3 separate regions of the Gossypium hirsutum genome follow, and all the other regions are linked to region 2. A link is a contact called in public Hi-C data. All regions are on one chromosome and are shown on one strand. The core of a region is the stretch at or near the end of the contact, and the rest is flanking DNA. Distances in the headings are between cores, read along the strand shown.

Region 1 (3,335 bases), core at 287-2,786, 460 kb before region 2:
AGACCCTCCAAGGGTCTCATAACACATGGAAAAAAAATTAAGATATATATGTTGGATACATATATGTAGCCAACACTTACATGGCATTCGGACTCCGAAATGGCTTGGAGCACCGCTTTGGGTGGGTACATCAACCAACTAAGCTAAGCCACTACAAAATTTACTCAAAAAAAAATATAAATTATTAAAGGAAATACAAAAAAAAAAGAACAAAAAAATCCAGATATTCTCTTGATTCAATCTTTTTTCTTTTATAAGATGACCAAAGTTCACAAGTGATAAAAAATTAAACACATAACCACTCCTGTCCTAAAATATTTTAGCTCTCCGTTTTTTCCAAACTAGCCAGAGTATACTCTAGATTTGTGCTCTTATGATGCAGATACTGTCCAATAATGGCTTGAGTGTCCAATTGACCGAAAAATGCTTTTTTCCAATGATACCACCAATTAGCTTATCTTTAGGTTTAAAAATGCCAGCTTGGAGTGAAATTACTAGCGCTAATCGTAACATTAAAAATCTACCTTCATATGTTGACCCAATTCTTCTATCCGAATTTCTTATATGGTGCACCCATGCTAGTACCTCACTCCTTCTCTTTGATTCAATCTCTAAAAAGAATAAATTCAAAGATAAGTAAAATCCTACAACTCTACTTCTAATCCCAGAAATTAGCACTAATTCTTAGATTTCCCTACTTAAACCCTAATATGGCTTAACCAAACTTATTTAAAACTTTTCAAAAAATTCAGTTCTTTAACACCCTAATATGACTTAACCAAACATATTCAAAATCTTCATAAAGATAAAAAAAATTAACTAAATCTAGCTCCTTCGCACATTTCCAAAATACCTAAGTGCCGTATTCATAACTTCAATTCCTAACTTTTTAACTTCCCCAAACTCTATACTTAAATATAAGACAAAATTATTCAAAAAAACATGAAAATTTTTTAATGGATCTTAACCTTCTCCATTCCCTGAGAGCAACACCTTCCTCAGGCTCTATCTCCGCCGGCGGAGGCAAAACCGGGCCGTCCGATCCGCCAAAATCTTGGCCAAAACCTACCCCATTTGTGTATGAATCTGATGCAAACACATCATCAGTGGAGCCCTTGGCATGATCCGAGTGGTCGGCGAAAGAGTCGAATTGCTGAGAAGGGTCGTATCCGGCGTAGCCGGCACCGTCTTCATCCTGGTGTGGAACAGAGTCAAAAGAGTCTAAGGAGTCGTCGGCGAGTTGAGTGAAAGAGTCAGGGAAGGTTGACATTTTTCTTCTAAGCAAGGTCTTGTACGGAGACGACAAAGGGTTGATGAAAATAAGCTATGGAAATTGAATCGAAGTCAATCACTGTCGCAATGGGAGGCACAAATGAAAAGACGATAACTCTCAAGGGATGTTAATGGGTTTGGTTAAATGAACCAATTGTTTGGGCCATTGTTTGGGTTTGATGGAGGTGAGTTTTTGGGCCATTAAAACTCTAAAGTTTTTGCCGAATTCCGTTCGGTATGGATCACTTTTTGTAGTTAGTTGTCCCTTCAAAAGCACATTGGAATGATGCAATCTTTAAATAAGAAAGAGGTTAAGACATTTAGACATTGAGATCATGCCCTTCCGGCTTACATTTCAACCCTCCCCTCCACTTCAATCAGATTATTTTATTTATTCAATTTTTTTTGTTTAATTATGCTATTAGTCCCTATAACTTATGAATTTAGTTTTTATATTTCAATTTAATTATTGTATTTATCAAATTTTAAAATTTATATCCTCGAGATGGTTGTTAAATTTAGGAATAAATACCAAAAGTATACATGAACTATGATTTAATGCGCAATTGTATACATGAACTTTGATTTTATGTAATTTTAATTTGATCTAATTCTTGTAAATTATTAACACAATTATTGACATAACATCATTTTATGTTTATATATTGCAATTATATTTATCCAATATAAAAATAAATTGATGTATTTATTTCTTTAAATGTGTATGATTAAATCAAAATTAAAGTTTCAAGTATACATTTGAACTACAATTAGAGCTTCACATAAATAATTGCATCAAATAAAGTTCATGTATACAATTACACATTAAATCAAAGTTCATGTATACTTTTTGAGATTTATCCCTTAAATTTATTAAGTATTTTTATTTTCAAAATCTTATGTAATAAAAATATTAGCACATGTTTAATGCCATGTCAACTTGCTATTTTCATATATTACTAAAAAAAAAGCAAGTTAATAGATTTAATGGTTGTCGTTTGCATCAAGATTAAAATTTCAAAATTAAAAAAGCACAGGGACTAAGAATGGCTAAATTAAAGAACATCAATTAAATCTACAATTTTATACGCGATATAAGACTAATAATAAAAATTAACAAAAAAATTTAATTGCTACCTATTAAGACTTAAATTTTAAAATTAAAAAAGTGTAAGGGCTTAAAATCAATTCAATAAAAAATACAAAACTAAAATTAATCAAATTAAAATACACTGACTAAATATACAACTTAAGTATAATACAAAAATTAATAATATTTTTTTTTGAAAATAAACAAGTTTTTTTTTTAATTTTGTTTTTCGTTTTTTCTTTTTTAAATCTCTAACAAGCACACCACTTGAAAATTAGTGTGCAACTGTTTTTCTTTTTAATAAATTTTTTATTGGGGGATTTGTTTTTTATTTGTGCAACTTGTGTTTTTTTTCTTTTTTTTTTAGAAATTGTTTGATTTTTATTATTAAAAACAAACTTCATAACAGAGAGCCCAAAATACAGATTGGTCAAAATCAACAGACCAGCCCTAACCCAGCAAAAAAAATGAGATTGCTCTAGAAAAAAAGAATGCATCAGCAGCATTAAAGATTAGCACGACTTCTGAGGTAACAAAATATCTCCCGATTTCACACGGTTTTCACATCCTTCAACCCTTCCAATTTCTAAAGTCAATAATAAAATAAGAAGAGGAGGATTTGCCCTCCTTCCTTTAATTTGCTTTTCCCTCTCTTGAATTCTACCGGTAAGATAACTTGTACAAATGGTTTATTAAGTTTCTATGTTCTTCGATTTTAATAATTATTTCACATACAAATTTTGTGTTGAATAAGAATTTAAAATTTGAGACAAATAAACAATTTTATTTAAAAATGAGTTATAATTTTTGAATAAATTTTTTAATTCTTTTTTCAAAATTTATCTAGAGTTGATATTATATTGATAAGATTTGCTTCATATGTCGTAGAGACGTGTTCTTAAAAATAAGATTTGTCTCTTTTTTACTGGTTGAACAATATCAAATGATGACTTTTGAAAGCCCTTCTAGATTG
Region 2 (3,350 bases), core at 217-2,716:
ATCATCAATTGAGAAAACCGCATCCGTCTTCAAATCCTTAATTTCTTTAAATCTGTTGTTCAAGCTATCTTCTTTATTGATATCAAAGACCAACTCAACTTGCTGATCCTTTCTAGAGTTTGAACGCACAACATGGTTGAGATATCTTTTAAGCGAATCAGATGGAGGATCCGGCTCACTCCATACAATATGTACAGAATCGAGCCTCGGACATGACGTGTAGTGGGAAATCGACTTCTTCAAGAGATCATATCTTTTCCAAGTATTCATTACAATCGAGTATCTTCCCCTGTACTTACACAACCCAGTAATGAAAATCATCACTTTATTATCAAATCTGGAAATTTTTTCAGTAAATGCCTTTAATAGATTTAAGTTTCTACTGTATATCAATCATTTGTTGAAATTTTTAGTAACAATATAAGCTCAGAGTGATTTTGTTCGTGTTCAAGATCCCTAAGAAAATTTAAAAAAAAAAGAACTTTTAAAAGATATGAACTTTCCTATACAAAAAAAAAACACCCTTCTTTATACATCTAAACAGAATAAACACCAAAAAGAACCTTTAAATTTGAAGTTAGAATTATCAATCACTTCCTAATATTTTAAGCTAAAACGGGTTTAGTTTCAGATCCTAACTGTTGTTATGGTTTAAAAATAATTAAATTACCATAAATAAAAGAACTTGATAACAATTTGATGGAGTTTCCAATAAAAATCTTGATTTAGATGATATATTTACTCGAAGTTTCCAAAAACAAACGAACCTCTTTTAGTCATGGTTCCTTTTTTTTTATATCTAAACTTGGAAACTACTCAACAAAAATCTGAAAGAAAATTCAAACGAAAATATAAGATTATAAAAGTTAATATATAGTAATAGGGAGATGCACCTTGGAGAAGAAGAGCGGTCAAAGTCACCGGTCCATCCCATAAACGAAGAACTGTCGCGGTTTCGGTTCGCGATTGCGAGTAGACTTAACACGACGCAACCGCAGAGAAGGATCTTGATCTTTGCCGATCCAAGCGTCCCGATCCCAACTTGACGCAACTTGAAAACCGATCGACGGCTAATAGGTAAACCGCCCCTCATCGTCTTCTATCACTCTAATTCCTCAATCTCCCCCCTTTCCCTTTTTCCTTATAAGAAGACTGAGTCGATCTGAAGTCTGAACTCGAGGGATGTGACGTTGAATGGAGCCCGAGTCACGAAACTGAAAATTTCATCCGCCGCTTGTTGAATTGCTATTTATATGATTCGGCTCCGGTGCGGTGAGAGGGAAGTAGATTTGTCGCCGGTGAGGAAGAACCGGTGAAGGGAAAAGGGTGGGGAGAGTTATAGGGTGTGGTTATGTGTATGAGGTTAAGGAGGTAGAGTCCCATAAGATGGATGCTAGGGTAACGCGCGGAGGGATATTATTGGCTGAAACTGAGATGTTGATGTGCTCGTGGTTTTTTATTGCCCATTGCAATGTACGTTCGGGGTTCGTTCCTTTTTAAGAATTCTCAGATCAGGATAGAAGAAAAGATACGTTGATGTGAAAGGAAGTATTGAGAACCGTTGGATTAAAATGGTTCATGACAGTTACTGAGGTTGACCCTTAGCCGACAAGATATTTTATAATTAGGACTTATTCAAATTTATTTGATTTGTTCCAGTAAAATATTTTTAAAAATTCTTCAAACAGCAACACGCTTATGACCACTTCGACGTTAGACCATAAATCAATAAATATAAAAATAATTTTAAAAGAAAATAACTTTATTCTTTTTCTTGTTCATTTGCTTATCTTTATTCGAGGGATTTTTACTATAACAATATGAAAAAAAATTAAAATAGGATGTCTTTAAGATTAAATACGAAAACAGATCATTGCAAGGGTGGTGCATAGGCGGCACCACCCTCAAATCTAAACATTTTTTATAGATTTGCATGTTAAAAAAAAAAGAATAGGACAAAAATAATAATAAAATAAGGGTGGAGGGTACCCCACAGGCGGCAACGCTCACTCTTCTGCACCGACGGGACTCCTCACTGCCACCGACGGGACTGCTCTGAGCCATTTCTTTTGTTTTATTATGTGTTTGAGGACCCTAAAATAGTCCCCAATTTCTTTGTGTGCGTGAGTGAAGAAGAAGAAGAAAGGGAGAAGGAGGAGGAGAAGAAGAAGAAGAAGGAAGAGGCAACATTGGTGAGGGAAGAAAAAAGAAAAAGAAAAAGAGAAAGAAAAAGAGAAGGAGAAGAAGAAGAGGAGGGAGGGAAGGAAAAAAAAAGTAATATTTTTTTAAAGAAATAATTTTTAATTGTTAATTTAAGGAAATAAATGATTTATATTAATTGTTAATGTTATTATTGTTGATTGATTTTGATTTAATTTTTAAATTTAATTTTTTGTAAGGTATATTTTGGATAAAAAGAGATATTAAGGTATGTTTGTATTTATTTTATTTTTTATATATATTCATAATTTATTTTTAATTTTCATTGAAGTAAAAAATCCTATCTATGTTATGTACAAAAAATATTTTATTATTATTTTATTTAATTTATTTGGTAAGTGTGTTTTAGGTTAATTAGATATATTTTTTATTAATTTTATTTGGCATGTTATATTTTGATTTTTTTATGTGATGAGTTTTTTTACAAAAATAGTATAAAAATATTAAAAGAATAACTTAATAGTATATTTTAAAAAATATATTTTAAAAAATCCAAAAATAAAATAAAAAAGGTCAAAATCAGAGTTTTTTACTAAATTAATATAAATATACTAAAATAATACATATGAAACATTATGTACTAAAATAATAAAAAAATAAAATACGAAAATAGTATATTTTGAAAAATAAAATTCGAAAATAAAATAAAAAACAAACGGCCAAAATCAGAATTTTTTACTAAATTAATATAAAAAACTAAAATAATACATTTGAAACATTATGTACTAAAATAATATAAAAAAATAAAATACGAAAATAGTATATTTTAAAAAATAAAATCCGAAAACAAAATAAAAAACACCAAAATCACATATTTTTACTAAATTAATATAAAAAACTAAAATAATACATGAAACATTATGTACTAAAATAATATAAAAAATACGAAAATAATATATCTTAAAAAATAAAATCCGAAAATAAAAATAAAAAGGGCCAAAATCAGAGTTTTTTTCTAAATTAATATAAAAAAACTAAAGTAATACATGAAACATTATGTACTAAAATAATATAAAAAACAAAATACGAAAATAATAAATTTTAAAAAATAAAATCCGAAAATAAAAATAAAAAGGCCAAAATCAGAGCTTTTTCTAAATTAATATAAAAAAACTAAAATAATACATTTG
Region 3 (3,627 bases), core at 811-3,310, 280 kb after region 2:
TGGTATTAGAGCTATGGTTTAGTCAATTCTAGGACTAATGTAGCGTATGTGAGTCTAGCTATACATGCCATATTTATGAACTGCGATAGTGTGAGGAATCCTGACAATGAAAATGTATTTTTATATAGTAAATGGATTCCGAACGAGCGGTAGCTGACGATGTTGAGACTAATGTGCCTACTCCCGCTCAAGAGAGAGCGCGATCCGATTCTAGACTGGCTACGAGTTGCCATGATGGAGAGGCTAGACAAGCTTTCTATCAAATGATGAATCATGCTCATCTACAGAAAGCCAAGTAAGAGAAAAGGAAAGAAGAAATTACAAGGTATTGGCGAAATGAATATCAGCTTCAAGAGTCTTAAGAAAATTCTTTAACGATTTCCTCATCTCCCATGTCTCACATTTGTTTTTCTTGCTCAAAAACTTTGTAATTGATTTAGAGCTCAAAATCCAAAATCCAAAACCCAACTACCCATTTACCACAAACAATAAATCCCAACCTAAAATTGAAATCCTTTGCTATTAAGACAAGCAACTTAAAATCTCTTGCAATAAACAGAAATGCCCATAAAAACCAAATGCAATTTGAAAACAACAAGCTTAGATTTCTAACCTAAATTGCCCTAAAACAATCGGATCAACCAATTGACAATTTTTTTTCGAAAACTCAATTTTTTTCACAGCTCCCTACTAGTGAATACAAGCAAAAAAGCAAAGAGATGAAATTCTCACAATGGAAGTGAGATTGATGGGAATAATAACCTTACTCGTCTAAACTTTGGGAAAGTTTTTGACAATTTCAATGATCGTCATGGGATGAGAATAACCGAACAGGAATGAGGAGACATGGTTGGGGGTGTGGTGGCTTGAGATGTTTGATGAGGGAGAGTGGTACAGGGCAAGAATGGGAAGTTATGTTTTTTTCTTTATTCGGTGGTGGTTGTGTAGTCCTATTCTTTGGGTTTGGTGGGGAATGGCCATTACGGGAGAAGGTAGAATGGATAATGAATGAGATTTCGTCGAATGAAGGATTCGGTGAATCAAATTAATGAATAATTGTTTATCATCGAATTAACCAGGAATTGATTGGTTATTCATGTCAACCAAACGTAGTGTTAATTACTTGGAATTATAGTTGGATTTGGAAGAAATTCTTACAAAAGCATGATGTTGCATAAAAAAATTGTGTTCCGGAATGGTGTTGTGTGGAGATTCCCTAGTGACAAATATATTGCGGCTAAAGTTTGAGGAGAAAATATGAGTATGTTAAGAACTTGTGGAATAGGACAAAATTGGTTTTGTGGTTCCCAGTTCATATTTGAAAGCATTCATTTCTTAATTTGGATGGTCATTCGTGACAGACTACATACCAAAGGCACGCATTAATGGAATGTGCCATGTGGAACAAGAAACCAAAAGCCACATTTTCTTTGGGTGTCCTTTTCTAAGGAGATATGAAATGAAGTATTACTCCTATCCTATGCCACATGGGAAGAGAAGTGGGAAACTAGCAGCATGAGCTTGTATAAGATGTAACTAGATTGAAAGCAAAGGCGTTACTTTAAGACTAACATGAAATGCATATGAAAAGAGCAAAACAGGGTACCTGATAGCTTGTATAGGATATTTGCGAGCTGTTGGTCCAAAGTTGGGAGATTAAATTGTAAGCAAATAGGGCAACTGATATCTTGTCTAGATCAACCAAGAAGAACCCCATTGGCTTTTACTCTTTCAGTCAGGAAATGGTTTTGGTTCTACTACAAGAGAGCTTAGGAATAAACATTAACTGTACTGGTTAATTCCTTGGGTTTCTCCCACCTTCTTTCTCTTTTACCCAAAAAAAAAAAAAGGAAAAGCATGAAATAGCAGCTGCTTTTAATAATCATTTTTTACGAAAAAAAATATTATTGAAAATTAAGAAAGGCCACAAGGATGACAACTGCTGGGTGCAGAATATAATTAATAATTAAATTTAATCAGATTAAAAAAGTAGTGGAATAATTCAACAATTAGAAAGACTGAGATGTACCACATCACATTAATACTTCCAATACGGACGCAACCAATAAAAAATTATTAAATTTATTTTTCAGTCTCCACTAATTGGTTGCAATACTATTTTCTTTTGTATTTTTAATATATATATATTTAATTTAGAGCAGCTGAATTGTCTGGTCTGATCCTATAATTATATTTTTCACTTGGATCTTCTTTTCTGATGAATCTCGGCCGTCCATTTCGACCCTCCTTTATCTACTGAAACTTTTTCTCAGCTCTTTTCTCTTCGCTTTTCTGTGTGCTCAATCAACAATCTCTTCTTCCCCATACCTTCTCGACCCGATCCTTATCTGACCCGATTCGTTTTATAGCCGGTTGAGTTCCGTTTCGTTTCGGATCCTACCGCCTTTTCTTTTATGAAAAAATAAAACAGAGCTCTGAAAAAAAAGTGTTTTACTTTCTTTAATCAGATCGATCCATTCTTTTTTGTCTGTTTTGGGTTAAAAAACCGTTTTGATTTTAATTTCCCTTTAAAAAAGATCAGTTTTGATTTATTAGATGGAGGAAAATGGTAATAAGTTGCACAAAACGATGACGTCACAACCCGGTATGTCCGATGTCGTATTAGGCTGCGTGATGCCGTACATCGACGACCCGAAAGACCGCGACGCCGTATCTCTAGTTTGCAGGCGGTGGTACGAGCTCGACGCGCTGACTCGTAAGCACATAACGATCGCGCTTTGTTACACGACGAGTCCCGATCGGTTGAGGCGACGGTTCCGTCACTTGGAATCCTTGAAATTGAAAGGGAAGCCTCGGGCTGCGATGTTTAATTTGATACCTGAAGATTGGGGTGGGTACGTTACGCCGTGGGTGAATGAAATAGCGGAGAATTTCAATTGCTTGAAAGCCGTCCATTTCAGAAGAATGATTGTTAAAGATTCGGATCTGGAAGTTTTGGCTAGGTCTAGAGGGAAGGTTTTGCAGGTTTTGAAGCTTGATAAATGCTCTGGTTTTTCTACTGATGGTCTTTTGCACGTTGGCCGTTTGTGCCGGTAACTTTTTCTTCCTTTCTTAATTCTTGTGCAACTATGGGTTCTTGTTTCTTTGTGAAATTAGTCAAGCTTAGGCTTAAGTTCGATGAAATTCGTTCTTTAATTCATTGTTGAAAGTTCTTTTAGTTCGAGCATCTGCTGAAAGAAATGATCAAATATGGATTGAACTCAGTGGGATCGAGTAAAGAGGACTGATTTAGTAAGTTCCAACTACTTGGGGGTTAAACCTTATCTTAGTTTTCTTGAGTTTGGTTGAGTTGAATTGTAGGAATATTTCGATTAGTGTTTATTGGAAGTGGTTATGTTTAATGAAACATGTATTCAATCCCAATTACTTCTATTTGTAACTGTTTAGTTCAAGCGTTTGAAGTCGAGGAAAATCTTTCTTCTCCTCAGCTTGTAAGCATCGTTTACAGATGTGGTTGTTGCTGCGTTTGTTTGAATGTGGAACTGATGGAAAATCAATCTGAACGATGAAACATTTTGATTGCATAGATGGGAAAGTTCCATGAAACTGTATGCGGTCATTTTGAATCCCGAATCTTTAGGAGTTAGTGACTGGTCTACTCAGGGA

Evidence for each region. Hi-C and Micro-C count contacts between places; a contact is called where the count stands out from the background.
Region 1: a Hi-C map of leaf shows a contact between it and region 2, with 3 times the contacts expected there. The contact joins the promoter of LOC107960000 here to the promoter of LOC107960341 in region 2. A contact is called at or near these places in 10 of 34 Hi-C or Micro-C datasets (anther, callus, hypocotyl and 2 more).
Region 3: a contact with region 2 is called in a Hi-C map of leaf, with 2.5 times the contacts expected there. The contact joins the promoter of LOC107955293 here to the promoter of LOC107960341 in region 2. A contact is called at or near these places in 8 of 34 Hi-C or Micro-C datasets (callus, hypocotyl, leaf and 1 more).

Annotation. Positions count from the first base shown.
Region 1 is chrA05:78,776,438-78,779,772 of Gossypium_hirsutum_v2.1, reverse strand. LOC107960000 (clathrin light chain 2) reads right to left here and starts at 1,536. Exons shown (of 3, transcript XM_016896195.2): 1 at 969-1,536. The coding sequence starts at 1,270.
Region 2 is chrA05:78,311,773-78,315,122 of Gossypium_hirsutum_v2.1, reverse strand. LOC107960341 (glycosylinositol phosphorylceramide mannosyl transferase 1) reads right to left here and starts at 1,466. Exons shown (of 5, transcript XM_016896676.2): 1 at 894-1,466; 2 at 1-289. The coding sequence starts at 1,093.
Region 3 is chrA05:78,031,946-78,035,572 of Gossypium_hirsutum_v2.1, reverse strand. It overlaps LOC107955293 (coronatine-insensitive protein 1), which reads left to right and starts at 2,060. Exons shown (of 3, transcript XM_041111846.1): 1 at 2,060-3,053. The coding sequence starts at 2,557.